2 separate regions of the Ovis aries genome follow, and region 2 is linked to region 1. A link is a contact called in public Hi-C data. All regions are on one chromosome and are shown on one strand. The core of a region is the stretch at or near the end of the contact, and the rest is flanking DNA. Distances in the headings are between cores, read along the strand shown. Region 1 overlaps ARHGAP10 (Rho GTPase activating protein 10). Region 2 holds the start of ARHGAP10 (Rho GTPase activating protein 10).

Region 1 (5,230 bases), core at 1,527-4,026:
CCAGGGAGGAGCCCAGGCCACCCACCGGGGATGTCCACACACAAGTCGCAGTGGTGGTATCAGAATGGTTCAAGCGCATTACATTTATTGTACACTTTGTTTCTGCTTTGATTGTGATATCAGTTCCACCTCAGATCAGCAGCATTAGATCCGGAAGTTGGGGACCCCAGCTCTATAGGATTCTAGGTCAGAAAAAAATCCAACTCTCAAAAGGTGCATTCCTGAAGAACAAGGTTCACCATGACATCTGCATGTGGCTGAATTATAGTGGATTTCCCAGAAAAACAGTGTTGTCAAGTTGTAAAGGTCAGTTATGAGAAAAATTCTTCATAAATATAGATCACTGACAGTTTTTACACTGAACTGAGAAAAGTTTTCATAAATAAGTTGAAGGTGGATTCTTTCCCACCTGAATTGCGCCTGCCAAGGGATTCATTTATCTGTAACAGAACTAATTAAATTAGGTTTGATATACTGTATAAAATATAAATAGATGACATGAAAGGCAGTATTTCTAATGGCATGTAATGTCTTTACAGGAATTCGGAAGCAATTACTAAACACAAACTAAAGAACACTGTAAATTCCTAGCAGCAGAGGGACTTTCCTGGTGGTCCAGTGGTTAAGAATCCACCTTGCACTACAGGAGACTTGAGTTAGATCCCTGCTCAGGGAGCTAGATCCCACATGCCGAGGGGCAACCAAGCCCCTGCACCACAACTACGAGGCCCACGTGCCTCAACAGGAGATTCCACAAGACGCAACAGAGATCTCGCGTGCTGCAACTGACCTGATGCAAATACATAAATATGTAAAATTTCTAACAGCAGAAATCCGTTCCATTAAAGCAAACTAGATATAGTCCAAAATACTTTGGAAATGACACGTTAAAACTTAGGGTCATAAAGGCTACTGTAACCTCCTGAGAGGCACAAAGTCACCAAAAAGCAATTCACAGTGGCTCCAGCTTTCAGACTGTGGTGCTGGAGAAGACTCTGGAGAGTCCCATGGACAGCAAGGAGATCAAACCAGTTAATCATAAAGGAAATCAGCCCTAAATATTCATTGGAAGGGCTGATGCTGAAACTCCAATACTTTGGCCACCTGATATGAAGAGCCGACTCACTGGAAAACACCCTGATGCAGGGAAAGATCAAAGACAAGAGGAGAAGGGGGTGACAAAGATTGAGATGGTTGGATGGCACCACCGACTCAGTGGACATACGTCTGAGCAAGCTGCAGGAGATAGTGAAGGGCAGGGAAGCCTGGCTTGCTGCAGTTCACAGGGTCACAAAGACTGGGACACAACTGAGAGACTCAACAACAGCAGAAACTTTCAGACAGATCCAGCCCCAAGACTAAGAAGGCCAGTGGAGATTTCTCGAGCACCCCAGGCCAGTGGTGCAGAGGTAGAAATGCCGCACAACAACCTTGGAGGGGTTATTAGAACACAGCCTGCCATGCCCCACCCCAGAGTTCCTGATTCAGTAGGTCTGGAGAGGCGCCGAGAAGTCTGCATTTCCAGCAAGTTCCCAGTTCCACCACTGGTCCAGGGACCCCGCCTGGAAAAGCACCACCTAAAGTGGTAGTAAAGATCGAATGTCATGGAAATTTCTCCCAGTGGTAAACGATACTTAGTTCACATTAACACGCATGGGCTTCACTAGTGGTTCAATCAGTAAAGAGTCTGCCTGCAACACGGAAGACCCAGGTTTGATTCCTGGCTCAGGATGATCTCCTGGAGAAGGAAATGGCAAGCCACTCTAGTATTCTTGCCGGGAAAATTCCATGGACAGAGGAGCCTGACAGGCTGCAGCCCGTGGGGTCACAGAGAGTCAGACACGACTGAGAGACCAACACACACACAACCCACATATATTGTTTTAATAACACCATGAAGCATTTTTGAAACTTTAAAATTGTCATAGAAAGTTTGAAACAAAAATCAGGGTCAAAACCCCCAAAAGATACAGAAATCACATAAGCAAATGCTTCCAGAAGATCCTTGAGACAATATAAGAATGATGAGAAAGCAGTGAAGCATGTCAGAATGAGTTGAGGAAACACCCATCGTGCCTTGCCTGGAAGCATCCAAACTGCTGGGTTAGATAAAAAGTCCACTGGGTCTGTAAGAGTGTACAGAAAAACCCAAACTAACTTTTTGGCCAACCCAATATTAACTAAAGTCTTCAGGACTCAACCTAGTGCTTTCTTTATCAGGACATAAGCTCAGGGTCCATCACCCAGCAAGTGTTTCCTGGCCCAGTGTGTTCACAAAAGTAAAATCCGTGGTGGGGAAAAACATGCCGAAGAAAAAACAGAAAGGAAGAGGTCTCAAAAGCCTGAAGATTCTGTGCACACACAGACAGCTCAAGAGGGAGAAGGTGCAACTGAGGGACAAGATGCCCGCCTACGTCTGGACACCATTGGGCAAGCTCTCGCTTCTCTCTGCAGACACACCCGCCTCCCCCAAGCTTCCCTGCACCTCTGGGCCTCGTGCAACTGCCCTGATGTACCAGAACTCCCAGATACTCAGCATCACTGAAAAATCCCCGATTTACAGCAATGGACAAAAATTAAAAAGGCAGGATGACAGGACTCACATGGAGAAGTAAATACAACATGAAGGGCTTTCAAAAGATCATCATCAACACAACAGCACTATTTTAAACGTCCCTAAATTCCTGGCCAGCTGCCCACTGCAGATAAGTACGGCATGTCCTGCCCCGCCAGGGAGAGCATGTCCGGAATTCTGGCAGGGGAACACCACACAGGACTTCTCTCAGGGGATATGTACGGAAGTGACACAGGCATCCCGTGGACTTGGCTCTCCACCTCAACAGTTGGCAACGTGATCAGGAAAAAACTACTCACTTGGAAACACTGTCCTGAAAGAGGGCAATATTGGCCTTTTCAAGGACATGGCACATCCGTTCATAGAAATTTGACTTTCACGCATGGAGGGAACCACTGACTTCCTAGACTGGCATTCTCTACACTTTCTAACACTTCATTTTAACAGCTACAGAGCCGGACACCATTGGTGGGGGGAGGATATACAAACACAGCTTCCCTCTTCCCCACATTCAATCCACTTTCCCTTAAGGAAGAAACTGAGGATTTCCCTGGTGGTCCAGTGGCTAATACTCTGCGCTCCCAATGCAGGGCGCCCAGGTTCAATCCTTGGTCAGGGAACTAGATCCCACATGCAGCAACTAAAGATCCTGTATACCACAACTGAGACCCAGTGCAGCCAAATAAGTAAATGTTAAAAAAAAAGAAACGAAACGAAACTGGGGCTTCATTTCCATCTTTCATTCCCATGCTAACTCCAATATATCAACTCAGATAAGAAACAACGTCTCTAAAGTGCCTTCCCTGAATTCCCCAATAACTTTCCACAATGCACACATTAGGCAATCTCCCCAGTGCAGCACTAACCACTCAAGGCTCAGAACTACGCCTTTGTCTTGATGGCCCTTGACACGGAGTGTTTGCCGAACTACATACATGTATCCAGCCCACTGAGGCATACATGAGGCGTGTAATCACACACACCTGGAGCCTCAAAACAGAGAAGCATGTGTTCCTGATGGCTGAGCGTCCAGGCTCATGTCTTTATCCCTTAAAGCCTGGAAACATATTTTAACATTTATTTAGGAGATGGAAAGCTTCTTTAAAAATATGTGGTACCAGTCTTTGCCTTCTAAAACACAGATTATATTAATGACTTAATTGTAAATATATAAGTATTATGCTGTACCATCATTTAATTTAGGACTTCAGGAAATACTCATCACTGTTTTAAAAACTGAAGTACAATTGGTTTATGCTGTTAATTTCTGCTGAACAGAAAAGTAATTCAGTTATATATACATATTCTTTTTCATATTCTTTCCCATTATGGTTTATCTCAGGATACTGAATATAGTTCCTGTGCTACAGAGTAGGATCTTGTTGTTTAAGCAGTCTATATGTAAGAGTTTGCATCTGCTAATCCCAAACTCCCAGCCTATCCCTCCCCCCACTCCCCTCAGCCACAACAAGCCTGATGTCCACGAGTCTGCTTCTGTTTCACACACTGGTTCATTTGTGCCCTGTTTTAGATTTCACACATCAGTGACATCATACGGTATTTGTCTCTTTCTGACTTACTTCACTTAGCATGATACCCTCTATTTCCATCCATGTTGCCACAAACGGCATTATTTTGTTCTTCTTTATGGCTGAGTTATATTCCAGTGTATGGAGGCGGGGGGGTCTACACACCACATCTTCTTTATCCATTTATCCATCAGTGGACATTTAGGTTGCTTCCATGTCCTGCCCACTGCAAACAGTGCTGTGTGAATATACGGCTTCATATATCTTTCTGAATCATAGTTCTGTCCAGATACATGCTCAGGAGTAGGATCTCCGGATCATATGGTAACTCTATCTTTATTCTTTTGAGGAACCATCATATTGCTCTCCATACTGGCTGCACCATTTTACATCCTCACCAGCCATGCAGGATGGTTCCTTTTTCTCCACACCCTATCCAACATTCATTTGTAGATATTCTGATGATGGCCATTCTGCTCAGAAAGAGATGTTGCCTCACTGCAGTTTTGATTTGCCTTTCTCTAATAATTAGTGATGTGGAGCATCTTTTCACATATCTACTGACTAATCACTTTTAAAGGTTAAGTGACATGAAGATTTTGCTAAACTCTTGGAACCAATTTCAGAGTGTGTCCACCTCTATTTCACAGCTGTCATTTTCCATGCTTTTTTTTTTTTAATATGTGACTTTTAATATGCTGCTGTTTTGTAACAACTTTAAGAAAAAAACGAGTTTTCCAAAGTTCTCAGAAAGTACTAGCATCCATTTTAGCTCCTGAAAAAACTTCCTTGTCACTGTGCTTGCGGGTATGAGTTTGTTAAACTATACAAAGAACCCCACCCCCAAGGTTCTACCCCACAAACTCCGGTTCAAACACAGCTTCTTTCATAAAGCCCTTCCCAGGAAGCACAGGCTCCACTATTCCCCTCTCCAGGCAACCACACCCTGTACTTCTGTTTAGCACTTACTATAATAAATTTTAATTCACTTTTTACCAGTTACTCAAGACCACATTGGACACTTGTTGAGGCACCTCTCTTTTCTTACTCAAAAGTTTCAGGCTGGATTCTGGTAAAGCATCAAAGATTTTTTGTTGACTAAGTGATCAAGGTTATGTAACAAAAG
Region 2 (5,230 bases), core at 1,098-3,597, 100 kb after region 1:
AGTGACCTGACTAATTTTCCTGCAGCCAGGCCCTAACAGTGAAGCGAATTACACTCAGGTGTCCCAAGATACATCCTTCGATCTTAGTCTTGATATGAACTCCATGTGAACTTTATGGGGCAAGCTGGGCAAAGGCCAGGTCCTTCCTAACTTGCCAAAGGCATGTGAGCTAAAGCTGTGTTCCTGTCCTTCTCTGGAAAAGGAGAAAAAAGAAACTTTGGTTGCTCTCTAGAGCATAAGCATAAGTTATGGGTCTTACAGTAAAGGATAAGAATCAAAAGGAGTAAGGAGTCAATTCGCAAGTGCCAGAAAGTCTACATTCTGGAGAGGAGGGCTGACAGCTGGGCCCCCAGATGCACTGGCTGCTGCGGGAACACAGGCGTGTGTCCTGCTGGCAGAAGAGCGAATATGCAGTCACATAAATAGCTTTCCACCAGTGGCCAGACTGGCTTTGCCATCTGCCTCTCTCCACACCAGAGCCTCCCTCCTCACACCCCTCGAGCCAGAGGGAGCTGCTAGAGTCAGTGAGAAAGGACACTCCCCCAGCCAGCGACACTAGTGAAGACCAAGCTACAAAAGGAAAGTCTTTCTCATGTCCACTGCACGCGCGCGCACACACACACACACATCCCACGTCCTTTTCATCTCCTCCTCTCTCCGTTTACACCTACATATTTACAACCCCTCCCCATCCCCATCCCAACACACACACAACACCAAGACACTGGAGAGCCACTAACGCAATAGCCCACCAGCCACATGTCACTTTGGGAAGTGATTCCCAATCCTCATTTTGCAACACCAGAGGTCACAGAATCAAAACGAACCCTGGTCATCACCTAGAGAAGCTGAGTGACTTGCTTCCAAAATTAGAGATGGCTCACTCACTGAATTCTTTCCATGAAATCATATTTCTTTCAATTCATTCATTCATTGAATTTGCACTGTTCCAGGCTCTGGGCTGGGTACCTGAGACAATTCAGTCAGTACATTTCCATCTTCCTTAATGCAAAATGGGGAACTGGGGTGGGGGGCACGCGGTGACATGGGATATTTTTCCCAGTCTGCTGCGTGGATAGGTCTTTTTAAGAGGGAAAAGCCAACACTCAACCGGTATCCTCAGGATGGGGTATAGGTTACATGTGTGCTCAGGAGGCCCGGCTCCTCACTCAAGCTAATTTTTTCCTATTTCCAGCTGCATCACCAACTCAGTGTTTCAGCATGCATTTCAGGCCACCTCCCTCCTAGACTCTTTTCAGACGCTATAAGCGGATACATCTCTTATTTTCCTGTGGCCACTTCTGAGTTGCTCAAAAGATAGAGACGAACAGGGTTGGAAGGCAGCAAGCTTGGCCGGGGTGGAATTCCCTATTTGCAGGCAGGGCTCGCTGGGGCTAGAGGGCAGGCTGTCTGCTCAGCCTCACAAGCTCCGATCTGTGAACCCTCCTCGGCGCAGCAGGAGGAAAGGAATTTTCACAACGCCAGGTGGACTTTCGGGTTTAGCATAGTAAGGCGCCTGGGACGAGACTGTCGCAGCGGATCCGAAAAAGACACAGAAAGGGTACGGCTTAAGGGACTTCTGACCAACTCAGCAGGTTTGCAAAGAATCCTCAGGCAAGTTCTTCTGAAGGATCACGAGACAAGACGTGAAACTGATGTGTTTCAGACGAGACAGAGCAGCTCTAGGGGGCAAGAGAACCTGCCTGCCGACGGGTCCGGCGGAGAACGCAGGCACCGAGGGCGCCCGGCCGGAGCTGCGGGTCTGGCGGGCAGCAAGCTTACGCGCATGGCTCCCGGCTCGGGCCGCCGCGCGGGGGCAGGGGCGGGAAAGGGACTCGCCCCGGCTGCCCGAGGAGCCGAGGAAGCACGACCGCGGGGCCTCGCGGGGCCGGATGAATCCCCTGACCCTCCGGCTGCCGGCCCCAGGCACGGGATGGTCGGTGTCCCTCTGGCAGAGGCTCCTGCTGGCCTCGCCCCGGGGCCCCGCTTACTTTTGGTCGCGGCGATGAGGTTCTTGCCGTCCTTGATGAGCTCTTTGATGAACTTGTTGGTCCTCTCCAGCTCCGCTTCGTGGGCACGGATCCTCTCCCGGAACCACGGGCTGTCGAGGTAGCAGTCGCTGAACTCCAGAGGCTGCAGCCCCATGACGGCGGCGCTCCGCGCGCACAGCCCGAGCCGGGCGCCGGGCCGAGGTGAGGGGCCGCAAGCGTAGCAAGCGCCGGAGAAGCTAGGAGCCCCGGGCGCGCGGCGAGCGCAGCGCGCACATGCCCCGCGGAGGGCAGCCGGGCCGCACGCAGCAGCACGGCAGCGGCGAGCGAGAGCGCGGCGCCGGGATCCCGGCAGCCCCCGCCGGAGCTCGGGCGCCGCGGCCCCGCCCCGCCCGGCCCCGCGCCGCACGCCCTCCCGGAGGCGCGCCCCGCCCGGGCCCGCGCGCGCCCCTGTCTCGTCCCTCCGCCTTCCTCCTTCCTCCTCTCCCTGCCTTCCCCGAACGTCTCTTCCTTCTTTTCCTTCTCTTCCCCACGCGCAGTGGCCCCTCCTCTTCCTTCCGAGGCTTCCTTGGTGTATAATTTCGCCCTGCGGCTCACCTCCAGCCCCAGGCGCGAGCGCCTCCCCTTTTCTTGGCTCCCCTCTTCGGAGTGACTCACCGTCGGCTCCCTGATGCGGGGGCACTTGACCGGGACCAGGAAGGGGTGTCTTCGGAGCATCTGTAATACTCCGCAGCCGGACGGCTCGACTCTGAGGTCTGGCTTGCTGGGGTAAAAGGTTTGACCTCTAGGTCTCATCCTCCCGGGACGGACCCTGAACTGTGAATGGACGCACACGCAGGGCTCTTTCCCCCCATTCTCGGCCCTCGACTAGAGTAAAATGCCTGTAAATCTACACCTTAGATAGAAAGCTTTTTAAGGGCAAGGAGCATTTTCTTGCGCGGCGGGCAGCTGCTCTTCCACTCTTCTGTGTAATCACACCGAACGACTTGCTGTAGGGGAGAGGGTGTCAGATCACGGTAGAGTCGTTTCTGCTGTAGTCAGCAGATTAAATTTGCCAGGGTAGATTGAGTCGATCTTTATTATACCACAAATGAGCACCTGAGAACAATTGCCAGGTTCTCTGTGGTTTTCACCAGATGGGCGTGACGATCGAATGAGAATCTGTCAGCGCACCCTGAAAAGGGGTACTTTTCAATGTGTCTTCAAACAATTCAGTGTGTCCTCACAATGTTAATAGGCATTCTGAATGACTGAAATCCTTACCTCAAAGAAACCGATTGTTCATTAGAGTAACTGTTCATAATAGCAGCTAACAGTTTATTAGGGGCCCCTGGTAGCTCAGTTGGTACAGAATCCACCTGCAATGCAGGGGACCCAGGTTCGATCCCTGGGTGGGGGAGAGCCCCTGAAGAAAGAAATGGCAACCCGCTCCAGTATTCTTGCCTGGAAAATCCCATAGACAGAGGAGCCTGACAGGCTACAGTCCATGGGGTCGCCAAGAGTCGGACACAATTTAGCGACTAAACAACAGTTTATTAAGCAATTATTATCTGCCAGGCACACACCAGGAACTCTGTATACATTTTTACAAGCTCGGGAACAACATATGTTTACATGTATAGGTTCACTTGTGATGTTAATATCACCAAGGGACTTCAAAGTGGTTCTTTAAAAGGTGCAGATTGCTAGCTGGGTAGTTGAGACTCTGAGCAGTTTGTTGTAGGAGTGTTACCCTCAGGAACTAGTTTTAAAAGCCTCCTACTCAATAAGCTCTTTTTGTTACAAAACAGCCTGCAAATGGCTAGCCCACAGATTAAACAGATAAACATTATTACTTTAATGTCCATCCTACAGAGAGTTCAAAATGTTTTACAAACAACTTTTACCCCTTGAAAATCCTGGTGCTGGCTACAATCTGCAGGGGAGCTGGAATCTACAGAAAAGAAAAGAGGCAAATAAAAAAGGGAAAGACAAGAACAGGAGGGATGTAAACAGTTGGCTGTTAACCAAACAACCAAACACTGACAGGCACCGGATCCTCTGGACAAAATCCTAAACCCTTCCTCATAAAAAGGGGCTGCTGACACCTCCCAGTTAACATCTGAGTCAGCAACTCCACTCCCTCGGCTTATAACCAAGAGAAATGAAAACATATGTCCTCGCAAATGCTTGTTCTTGGTAACAGTGTTCATAATAGGCAAAAAGTAGGCTCAACCCAAATGTCCACCAGCTGACGAGTGGATAAATCTGTATCTATACAAGGGAATGGACTTCCCTGGTGGCTCAGATGGTAAAGAATCTGCCTGCAAGGCAGGAGACCTGGGTTCCATCCCTGGGTGGGGAAGATCCCCTGGAGAAGGGAATGGCTACCCACTCTAGTATTCTTGCCTGGAAAATTCCATGGACAGAGGAGCCTGGTGGGCCACAGTCCATCGGGTCACAAAGAGACGGACTGAACGATTAACACTTTCACAAACACTTTGACATACAGTGAAATGGGCTTTCCAGGTGGCGCTAGTGGTAAAGAACTCTCTTGCCAATGCAGGAGGCTAAGAGACACAGATTCGATTCCTAGGTTGGGAAGATCCACTCCAGTATTGTTGATGGAGAAGCCCATGAACAGAGGAGCCTGGCGGGCTATGGCCCATGGGGTCGTAAAGGGTCAGACATGGCTGAAGCGACTCAGCAGGCATGCATGTACAATGGAATAATTCATCTATAATAAAAAGGAGTGATGTACTGAGGCATGCTACAACAGGATGAGCCTTGAAAACACCATGCTAAGTGAAAGAAGCCAGCCACAAAACACCACATGTAATATTATTCAATATGAAGTGTCGGGATATAAGTCGGGAGTGGGGTCAAGGTCTTATTGAAGGAGTCATTAAACAGTGAAGAGAAGAATCAGTAGGGGTTGGCTGCAAAATAGCAGATGGGAGCAGAGGAATCCAGGCAGGAAAGCAGCCTGTGCAAGCCCCTGGGTTGGGAGTCTGGTACATTCTGGAGACTGAAAGAGAAAATCAGGCATCAAGCTCAGTAAGTGAGAGAAACTAGCTGACGACGATGCTGGGTGCTGGAGGGTGAGCAGGGGTCAGACCTGGCAAAGTCTCACAGGCCATATACAGTGATGAAATTTCCACATACTGAGGTATGGGGGAGTCATACTGGCTTTTACATGAATTAACTCAAATTTTATGCTAAAACAGCCTGTCTGTGGCCTATCAAATGTACATTGTACATCT

What was found. A called contact is a pair of places that touch in the nucleus more often than the background predicts.
Region 2: a contact with region 1 is called in a Hi-C map of muscle, with 4 times the contacts expected there. The contact joins the promoter of ARHGAP10 here to the enhancer-like site in region 1. A contact is called at or near these places in 2 of 16 Hi-C or Micro-C datasets (muscle and tail adipose tissue).

Annotation. Positions count from the first base shown.
Region 1 is chr17:10,429,230-10,434,459 of ARS-UI_Ramb_v3.0, forward strand. All of the region lies in intron 3 of ARHGAP10 (Rho GTPase activating protein 10), which reads right to left. Among named protein-coding and RNA genes, the nearest start is that of TRNAG-GCC, 17 kb to the right of the region's middle. Within about 2 kb of position 2,777, at least 12 of the 54 cell types and tissues checked have an H3K27ac peak or open chromatin away from gene starts, as enhancers often do. A contact at or near this core is called in muscle and tail adipose tissue, where this site is marked.
Region 2 is chr17:10,532,007-10,537,236 of ARS-UI_Ramb_v3.0, forward strand. ARHGAP10 (Rho GTPase activating protein 10) reads right to left here and starts at 2,348. Exons shown (of 21, transcript XM_060400981.1): 1 at 1,992-2,348. The coding sequence starts at 2,145.